Regions from separate parts of the Mus musculus genome. Here region 1 is linked to region 2. Evidence: chromatin contacts called from public promoter capture Hi-C data. All regions are on one chromosome and are shown on one strand. Each heading gives the region's core, a stretch centred on a gene start, on an enhancer-like site or on the middle of the called end of the contact. The rest is flanking DNA. Distances are from core to core; before and after follow the strand shown.

Region 1 (4,624 bases), core at 537-3,036, about 23 Mb before region 2:
CCACCTGTTTTCTCACATGAACATGGTGAGAATAGAAATGGCCTTGTAGCTCTTGAGGGAAAAGAAACATGAGCAGGGTGTGGTGCAGATGCTTAGAGGTAGAGACAGGGGCATCTCTGTGAGTTCCAGTGGTGTATAGTGACCCCATGTCTCGACAAGGAAGACGGAGGGAGGGGAGCTGGCCACTTTAACCGTTTCAGTCTTACAGCTAGCTGGCTCCTACACCTCTTGGAGGCCATTCAAAACTTCAGCCCTAACACAACACTGGATTCCAGAGGTTCAGGAAGGAGTCTTCATAGCCTTGCTGAAAAAGACACAGAACAAACCTTTAGTGGGAGGAAAACAGCCGTTAATGGAGCTTTTATGGGCCTACTTCTTCCATTTAAACCGTCCGCTAATGGAATTCTCCGGACATCCTTATTATTTATTGAAGACCCACTTTATCACTCCCTGTGATCAACGGTAAGAACAGCAAATCCCTCAAAGCTCCTCCATTCTCCCCCTAATTCTTCACGCTGTCATACTCAAAGGGAGGCAGGGGAAGGCCAAACCAGCAAAAGTCTGTTACACTGCTATGAATTTAATAGGACTCACAGGAGGGGAGTTTCAACAATTTCTAACCCCTATCACCGCAAACATAAGACAATATCAGGTAAACCGAATGGGACATCACACTGAGTGTGGCCAGTGCTCAATCCCACTGGATGTCTCTCTCCTCTTCAGGAAGAATACTCCAGTTTGGGGAGGCCACGTTTCGGGCCAGCCAGTTGAAATCATCAACCTGGTCCCAGTTATTTTTGCTCCTATCTAAACCGGAGTCCTGGAAGTCCTTGTCGATCCCCGGGTAGCTCCAGGTGTAAGGGGCAAACTGGATGCCGCTGCAGTCCTCCACGATAGCCCTGCTGGTCACTTGCAAGAAGACGCGCGTGTCTTTGGTAGTGTGCACACGGAGCTGCTGGCAAGCCACAGCCAGGACGCAATCTCGACAATCCTCCAGAAACACAGAGGTGGTCACTGGGCCGCAGAGCACCTTGCAGCCGCGGGCCTTCGCAAGCCGCAAGGTGTTGGGATTGCCACACAGTTTGACAGTGCAGTTGGTCAGGTCGCTCAAAAGGACGTCGCGCTGGTGCAGCTCTTCAGCTCTCTTCTCCAGGTCTTGGGACTCCAGGTTGGAGAAGCCACAGGCCCAGCTGGCCCCGGGAGCTCCCTCCTCCTCCTTGGTCACCGGTGGAGAAGGGGCCGCCGAGGCGACGGGTGCGGCGTCTACCTGGGCGGTCCCCGCAGCATCCTTCTTCCGTGCCTTGAAGGCGAAGCGCTTCTTGGGCTGCAACTCCTGGCGACGTTCCGTTAGGACAGCCTGCAGCTGCGCCAACGCCGCCTGGCCCTGCCGCAGGTCGTAGGCGGCGAGGAAGAGCACCGAGTCGTTCAGGAGCTTCCGCAGGCCCTGGAGCCGGTTGGCCGCCTCTTCCAGCCGCTCCGCCGACGCCTCGCCCCGCAGCAGCTCCTCGACCGCTGCGCGCTCCCGGGCGAAGGCGGCGGCGAAGAAGCCGCTCTTCTCCTCCTCCACCTCCTGGTCCTGCCGCTTCTGCTTGCGTCTCTCCACCTCTATCTGCCTCTCCTGTTCGCGCCTCTGAAGTCGCTCGGGCACCAGGCTCAGGTCCCGCGGGGAGCCAGCGGCAGCGTCGGCCAGAGCCATGGAGCAGTCCACACCCTCCATCTTGACTCCAGGCTTCCTCCCCCGCCGCCTTGCCTCCGAGCGCTCGCTCTCCGCGCGAGGCCTCCCACCAACGCGCGCTGTGATTGGCCAGCTGCGGTGACGTCAGCTCCCTCCATATTCTCCTCGCCTATTGGTTTCTTCGCGTTGGAGGGGCGGGAAGGAGGGCGGGGCCGGCTGACAGGAGGGGGTGGGGAGACAAAGGTCCTGGTGGATGGGTGGGGTGGGAGGCAGTCGGGTGAAGCTTTTTTTTTTTTTTTTTTTTTCTTCTTAAAGGGGCAGGACTTATATCCGGGATTGTGGGGTGAGTTGCAGCAGCGGCAGCTGCACATGTGGGTTTGTTTATAAGAACAAGGTTAGAAACTCGCAGGCCTCCCCCTCCCCCCAGCTCCTCCCTGCTACCCCCTTACAGGCCGGAGATCTGCTGCAGGGTGGTGGGGAGGAATCTGTGCTTGTGGTGTTGTGGGGGACAGGTAGTGCGAGAAAGATGGAGGGGGGGGTTATTGCACCTCCCGGACCGCGTCGGAGGAAGCTGCAGCTGGAACAGCTGGCCAGGGAACCGCTTGCATGCCTCTGGGTTTTTTTCTTTCTTTCTCTCTCTCTCTTTTTTTTTCCCTTTCCCTTTTCCCTTCCATCACCTCTTTGCTCAGCCGGTCCCTGCCGCCCCGGTAACCCTCATCCTTCCTGCCCTCCCCCATCCACTGCAGCTCGGCGCGGCCTGGGGGCGTCTGGGTCCCCGTGGGCAGTTACTGGGGCGGGAAGAAAGCGCAAATCACCGCTATGGGAAAGACTGGGTTCCTCGCTGGAGCGGGCTCCGGGGTTCCTGGGGGAGTCTAAAAACAGATTATTTTTTTTAATGGCCAATTGCTGCAGTCGGAGGGGGGGCGGGGGAGGATGACATGCCACCCCCACCGTCTTGCTCCCTGACGCGGTGGCAGCCACTCCCTGCGCAGCTGGCAACCGCTGGCCGCGCGGGGCTAAGACCCTCAGCCGGAGCGCCTCGCTTCTCCCTATAGGGCCGGCGGTCTTTAGGAAGGCGATGGGGAAACGGTACATTATTTCTAGAGGTGGTGGGAGGGATTTGTCACCGGAAGTGAACGAGCCTAGCCTAAAGTCCAGACCAACCCGAGGTGCGAGTGGGCAGCCAAGACCGTGCAGTCCCTGGCAGAAGCCCAAGGCGGCGGCCGCCGAGGACTCGGGTGGCATCCTCGCGTGCTGCCTTCAGCCACCGTGCCTTCTGGACTCGGTGGCCCATACAGTTCTCGGTTTCAGCCCCATCTCCGCCCTTGTTGCCAACCTCCATTTTTGTTCTTTTAATTGGGATTTTTTTAACTGCCCAAAATACTCATTTGAAAATTTACCAATATGCCTGCGTTTTCCTGCAGATAAAGATGGGAGGAAACGAGAGCCATTCAATTAAGTTGGCATTAAGACTTGAGTTGCAAGCCTCACGTCCCATTTGCCTCCTTTCCTAACCATAAAAAAAAAAAAAAAATCCAAACCTCAAGCACAAAATCTTGATTGAAGAGAAAGCATTACACTACAGAATCAAAGACAAGTGTCACTGGGTGGCAAATTCTTTCCTAGGTGGAGGGTTGGAGTGGGAGATCACATGTTACTGTGTTCTTGTCTGTATACCTGCTGTAACAGAGCGCCGATGAGGGGGGCGGTCGGTGGTCACTTATGCAGGCTCCTTATTTTCGTCAGTTTTGTTTCCTGGGCAAGCTAGATGAGGCTCTTGTTTTCTACTTTTTGAAAGCACTTTTATTTCACAAAAGTATGAATTTTGGACTCTTGAAACACAGCTGATGACTTTGTTCAGGTCCCCGAAAGGAATGTAAGAGCCGCTTTCTTTCCTGAAAGATAGATTTTTTTTTTTTTAGATTTATTTATTTGTCTTTTATGTATATGAGTATTTCCTGTGCGGTCGATGCATGTGCTCCACGATGCAGTATGCGGTGTTTCTGGAGACCAGAAGAGGGCGTCAGATCACTGGAACTGGAGTAGACAGGTAGTTGTGGCTGCTCTGTGGGTGGAAGGAATTCAGGTCCTATAAAAGAGCATAGGTGCTAACCATCGAGCCGTCTCTCCAGATGAAAAATAGATTTAACCTATGGAGATTAAACGAAAACTGATTTGCTATAGGAAATAGCAACGACCCCTCATTGGCTTTGCTTTAGTTTCCCAGTATCGGAGCCTGCTCCATTCTAATTAAGAAAGTTTCAGGGCATCAGATGCATGCCTTTAATCCCAGCACGGAGTTCAAGGCTAACCTGGTCTACAGAGCTTGATCCAGGACAGTCAGGCTACACAGAGAAACTCTTCAACCCTCCCACCCCCCATCCCAAAGTTAGTTGGTAAAAGGTTTCTTGAGCTTGGAGTTTGGACTGTAAGCTGTTGTGAGACTATCAGTGGTTTTTAGTGTAGGCTATTTGCAAAGTAGAAGCCAGTGTTACCAGCCCTTTCAAGATTATGTTTCTGCTTAAGGAGAGGTTTTTGCAGCGTCTGCTTGACATGAAGGTGCTGAAAATTGTCTGTTGTTTAGCCTAACGTTTAAGCATCAAAGGACAAAAGATGGAGGGTCCCACAGTTGACTCCATTGGGAAAGCTTTTTTTTATTATTATTAAAGAAGTGTGAGGCATGAGAACGGTGGCTGTGAGGTGGCCTTGGTGGGCTGGGTGATTGTTTTCTATCCCCAGGCTGGAGTAGGCGAGCCAAGGCAGGTGTCAAGCTATGTGTCTGGTTTCTGAGTTCAAAACCACAGGCAGGTTGTTAACTGCTGACCGTTTGCCAGACCATGTTACTTTCTCTTCCTAACATTTGAGGGCAGTGAGTTGAGATGCGTCCTTGACAGGATGGTCCTGGCTCCGCAAAGGTAAGTACCCACCGTGATGGGAGGACGGGAGGCA
Region 2 (4,312 bases), core at 1,026-3,525:
CCAGTTGATCTCCCCGAGTCCTCCAGTTGATCTCCCCTAGTCCTCCAGTTGATCTCCCCTAGTCCTGTCGTGCATGGGTCTGAATGTGCTGTCAGGAACCTTGCCCTTTGGTTTGCCTCTGCTGCTCACTTTACCACCTTCCCGTATACTTGGTTGGTTTCTGTGATCTGTTTTTAGACCCTCCTCCCCTCACCATAGCTCCCCTAGGCCTTTTCTCTTTCCTTGCTGAATATGTTGTTGTGTTGGGTCACTGTCTTCTTGCTGTTCCTGAGCTCTGAGAAGGCAGAGGTCTCTGACTCTTTCCCTACTCAGTGATGGGCACACAGTAGACATCTTGTGGTTCCGTGAGATCCATAAGTCATATAGAGGAGGGGCTGGAGCTGTTCATGTCTCTTTTACCTCTGGCCCATGTTGTTTTCTGTGTATTGGGTTATGCACAACTTCCCCCACAATGGCCATGGGTGCCCTGGGCAAAGATTTTGGAGGCTCCAGTGTCAGCCATATTAGTAGCTCAATATTTCTTATAGGGTCTGAGGACAAGTGGCAGAAATGAGAAGAATTGGAGTTCAAGACCTGAAGATAGGAGAGGGAAACAAAGTCCGGAAGGGTAGCAGTCTCTCTTGGAGAGGTTGAAGTGGGGGGGCAGTACCAGAAGAAACAGATATAACTCTGTTGTCCTGTCTGGGAAGGCTTGAAGGCCCCACTGTAGGCAGACTCTAGGCAGGAACTGATTGACACTGGAGTGGCCTCTGGGCAGCTGACATGTAGCTCTTATGCTGGAAGTGCCTGGAGCTTAGGGTGTGGGACAGGGATTGCCAGAGTCTCGAGCAAGGCTCTCCTTGGCCCAGCCGCCTCTTCCACGTGACTATGTTGCCAGAGATCACAAGCTAGGGAAGGGGAGTGCTAGGGAACAAAGTCTGGTTTCACAGCAAACGAGCCCCCATGACCACAGGAAGAACTGCAGGCGGAAGTAGAGCAGGAGGTTGGAGGTATGGCTCTGCTAGTGGGAAGAGAAGTGGCTGCTGCTCTTGCTTGGCTGCCCGCCTCAGTTCTTGTAATGGGTGGGAACCTGGGGAGCAGAATGGAAAAAGCTGCTCTGGGCTCACTTACTCTCTCCTCCCACAGCCATGGGAGCCGCCTATGGCACAGCCAAGAGTGGCACTGGCATCGCAGCCATGTCAGTCATGAGGCCAGAGCTGATCATGAAGTCCATCATCCCAGTGGTTATGGCTGGGATCATCGCCATCTACGGCCTGGTGGTGGCAGTACTTATCGCTAACTCCCTGACTGATGGCATCACCCTCTACAGGTGAGTGCTGGGCCTTTCCTCCCAGGTGAAGTGCTTCATTGTCCTGTGGACAGGCAGATTGCTGACAACCTGTGTCTCTTCTCTCCCCAGGAGTTTTCTTCAACTGGGTGCTGGCCTGAGTGTGGGGCTGAGTGGCCTGGCTGCTGGCTTTGCCATTGGCATCGTCGGAGATGCTGGTGTTCGGGGCACTGCCCAGCAGCCTCGACTGTTCGTGGGCATGATCCTGATCCTCATCTTTGCGGAGGTGCTTGGCCTCTACGGTCTCATCGTGGCCCTAATCCTCTCCACAAAGTAGTCCTTTTCCACCATCAGTCACAGGATAGGATGTAAAGATCACCCCTCCTCATTCCAGAACGAACAGCCTGACACATGCACGGGCAGCTGCCCCTCAGTAGTTGGTCTTGTAAATGTGCAGTGTCCTAGTGCCCATTGTCTGTCGCCCCCGCCTTGCCCCTACTGCACCGTGCTGTGGACATACGGGCCCACTCATCTCCCACCCAGGCCCCTGACCAGTGACGAAGTCAGCCTCTGGTTACCCCACCCATCGCCCTAGAGTGCTCCTGTGTATAAGAATGAACTAGAGTTGTCATTTTTCTCTTCACTGGATGTTTATTTATAAAAGATTTGACCTATTCATGCGTCTGTGGAGCAGCTCCTGTCTCCCAACTATATAGTAATCATTAGTAGACTGTTGCCTTGTGGGGTTCCTGTTGCTGAGACTCCTTGGATGGAGCCACCCTTCCCCCTGCCCTGAACAGCCAGGGTGGAGGATAGAGTGCTACTGCTCCTCAGAGCTGGCTCCCAGCTGTGTCCAATAAAAGTTCTCGGATGTGACTGGCTTGTGTTCTGGCGCTTCTGTGGGCGGGCCTGGCAGGGTTTGTCATCATGTGGTCGCCACCACGTGAGCACCGCGGCCACGTGACAGCCCCTTCAGCTGAGAGTCACGTGATGCGACCTGGCCCCGCTTCCGATTACGGCTGCTCCGGGCTCTGCCGGCTTGCGCCCAAAGCTTGCTGGGTTCGGCGCGACTCACGATGCGTAGCGGGCAGTGCGCAGCGGGGGCCCCGGTGCTCCAGTTCACCAACTGCCGCATCCTGCGTGGCGGCACGCTCCTCAGGTCTGGGCTGCATGGTGCAGGCTTAGGCTGGGTATAGAGCTGATGATACGCCAGTGCGGGGTGCAGAGATGGGGATAGTGTAGGGCATAAGCCCTGAAAGGGGCAGGAATGTGGAGGGCGGGACTATCGTGGGTGTGTGGCCGGGACCAAGAAGAATAGTGGGTGCAGGGACAAGCTGGGTGCGAGATAGAACTAGGGTTTGGTTCCAGGGCCTGGTGGTGATCCAAGTGCCTACTACTCTGCCCTCAGGGAGGATCTGTGGGTGCGCGGGGGCCGAATCCTGGACCCAGAAAAGCTGTTTTTTGAGGAGAGGCGTGTGGCTGATGAGCAGCGGGACTGCGGAGGCCGCATCCTGGCGCCTGGCTTTATCGATGTGCAGATCAACGGTGCGGCCTGGCTCGGGCCAGGGAACCCAGGGCAGGAGCTCCGAGCACTGTGCTACCCCCCTTGTTTTCTGTGGCCACAGGTGGATTTGGTGTTGACTTCTCCAAGGCTACGGAGGACGTGGGTTCGGGGGTCGCCCTAGTGGCCCGGAGGCTCCTGTCCCACGGTGTCACCTCCTTCTGTCCCACCCTGGTCACCTCCCCACCAGAGGTTTATCACAAGGTGAGATGAGGCCGTTCTACCCCTGAGCAAAGGGGCCCTCAGGAAAGGACCACTTCCTTCACCCGAATCTGGGCTTCCTGGACTTGGGTCCGAGGGGGATCCGCCTCACTTTCAGTTGGGTTCTGCCTGGTCTCTGCAACTGCCAGTGCGGTTGTCCTCACGTTTCCTGCCCCGGTTCTCATCTGCCACGCCCTCCCAACGCCCTGTAGGCAGCCTCTGGGTCTCCTGAACTAAGGTCGCCTGGAATTCTGCCACAGCCATTGTCTCTTGTCTAGCTCTTCCTCCCTAACCTGCTTATGCTGTGTGACTCACATGAAAAAGCCTTTCAGAAAGAGCTGCTGTTGCTGTGGACTGGCTTCTGTCCTCACCCTTCCACCTTCTATCTTAGCAGGAGGTCTGTTGTCTTGTTCCAAATTTCATGTAAGGTTCTCCCACAGTTTTCCCGGTTTTTGTTTGTTTGTTTGTTTTTTCGAGACAGGGTTTCTCTGTATAGACCTTGCTGTCCTGGAACTCACTTTGTAGACCAGGCTGGCCTCAAACTCAGAAATCTGCCTGCCTCTGCCTCCCGAGTGCTGGGATTAAAGGCGTGTGCCACCACGCCAGGCTAGTTTTCCCAGTTTTAAGGAAGCTTGTTTAGGTTGCTGTCTTCATGTGTTCTCTGCGGGTTTATCCCTTAGACCTGAACTCTTGCTTTAAAAACGTGGTATTCTCTTATGCAACACAGTTGACGAATTTAGTAAATGAATGCTGTTATCCATACTCGAATGGATTTTCTCTGTTCCTGTTGTCAATCGCCGCAGCCAGTTTTTCTTCCAGGACAGGATCAGGGAGTGTGTGGTTGCCCGTGGCTTCCTTTCTGGTTGTGTAGACACAGAAGCAGAGGAGGGAACTGTGGGTATTGAGTGTGGGCTGTGCCCTGGGCTGCATAGGCGTCACTCTGGCCCCTTGACTTGCCACCCTTGGAAGACTCAAGACAACCTTACTTCTGAGTCTCAGTTTCATTAAATGGAGAGTGAGAACAGTCAGTGGGTGGTTGACAATGTCAAGCATTCCTTGAATGTCAACAAGGGATGTCTTTCTGGAACTCTCCCACAGTGCTCCACGGTTACAAGGGCAACCTATGGTCCTACTGCAGAAAGGTACTTGGTTCTCCCAGCTGATCTCTGGCAAAACCCAGAGTCGTCTATCAAGGTGACAGGTGTCAGGATGTGCCCCCTACTACCATTCCCTTGCTAAGCTAAGCTGCTTCTCTTTCCCCTCAGGCACATTCCAGCAGCTAT

The links. Promoter capture Hi-C pulls out the DNA fragments that hold promoters and counts their contacts.
Region 1: a contact with region 2 is called in a promoter capture Hi-C map of pre-B cells. The contact joins the promoter of Tbcc here to the promoter of Amdhd2 in region 2. A contact is called at or near these places in 3 of 39 promoter capture datasets (maxillary cranial neural crest, pre-B cells and second pharyngeal arch cranial neural crest).

What each region holds. Positions count from the first base shown.
Region 1 is chr17:46,887,783-46,892,406 of GRCm38.p6, reverse strand. Tbcc (tubulin-specific chaperone C) reads right to left here and starts at 1,786. Exons shown (of 1, transcript NM_178385.3): 1 at 1-1,786. The coding sequence starts at 1,717. The coding sequence ends at 692. It also overlaps a transcript of Bicral not described here.
Region 2 is chr17:24,161,696-24,166,007 of GRCm38.p6, reverse strand. Amdhd2 (amidohydrolase domain containing 2) reads left to right here and starts at 2,275. Exons shown (of 11, transcript NM_172935.4): 1 at 2,275-2,426; 2 at 2,676-2,812; 3 at 2,893-3,032. The coding sequence starts at 2,344. Atp6v0c (ATPase, H+ transporting, lysosomal V0 subunit C) reads left to right here. Exons shown (of 3, transcript NM_009729.4): 2 at 1,126-1,309; 3 at 1,400-2,143. The coding sequence ends at 1,604.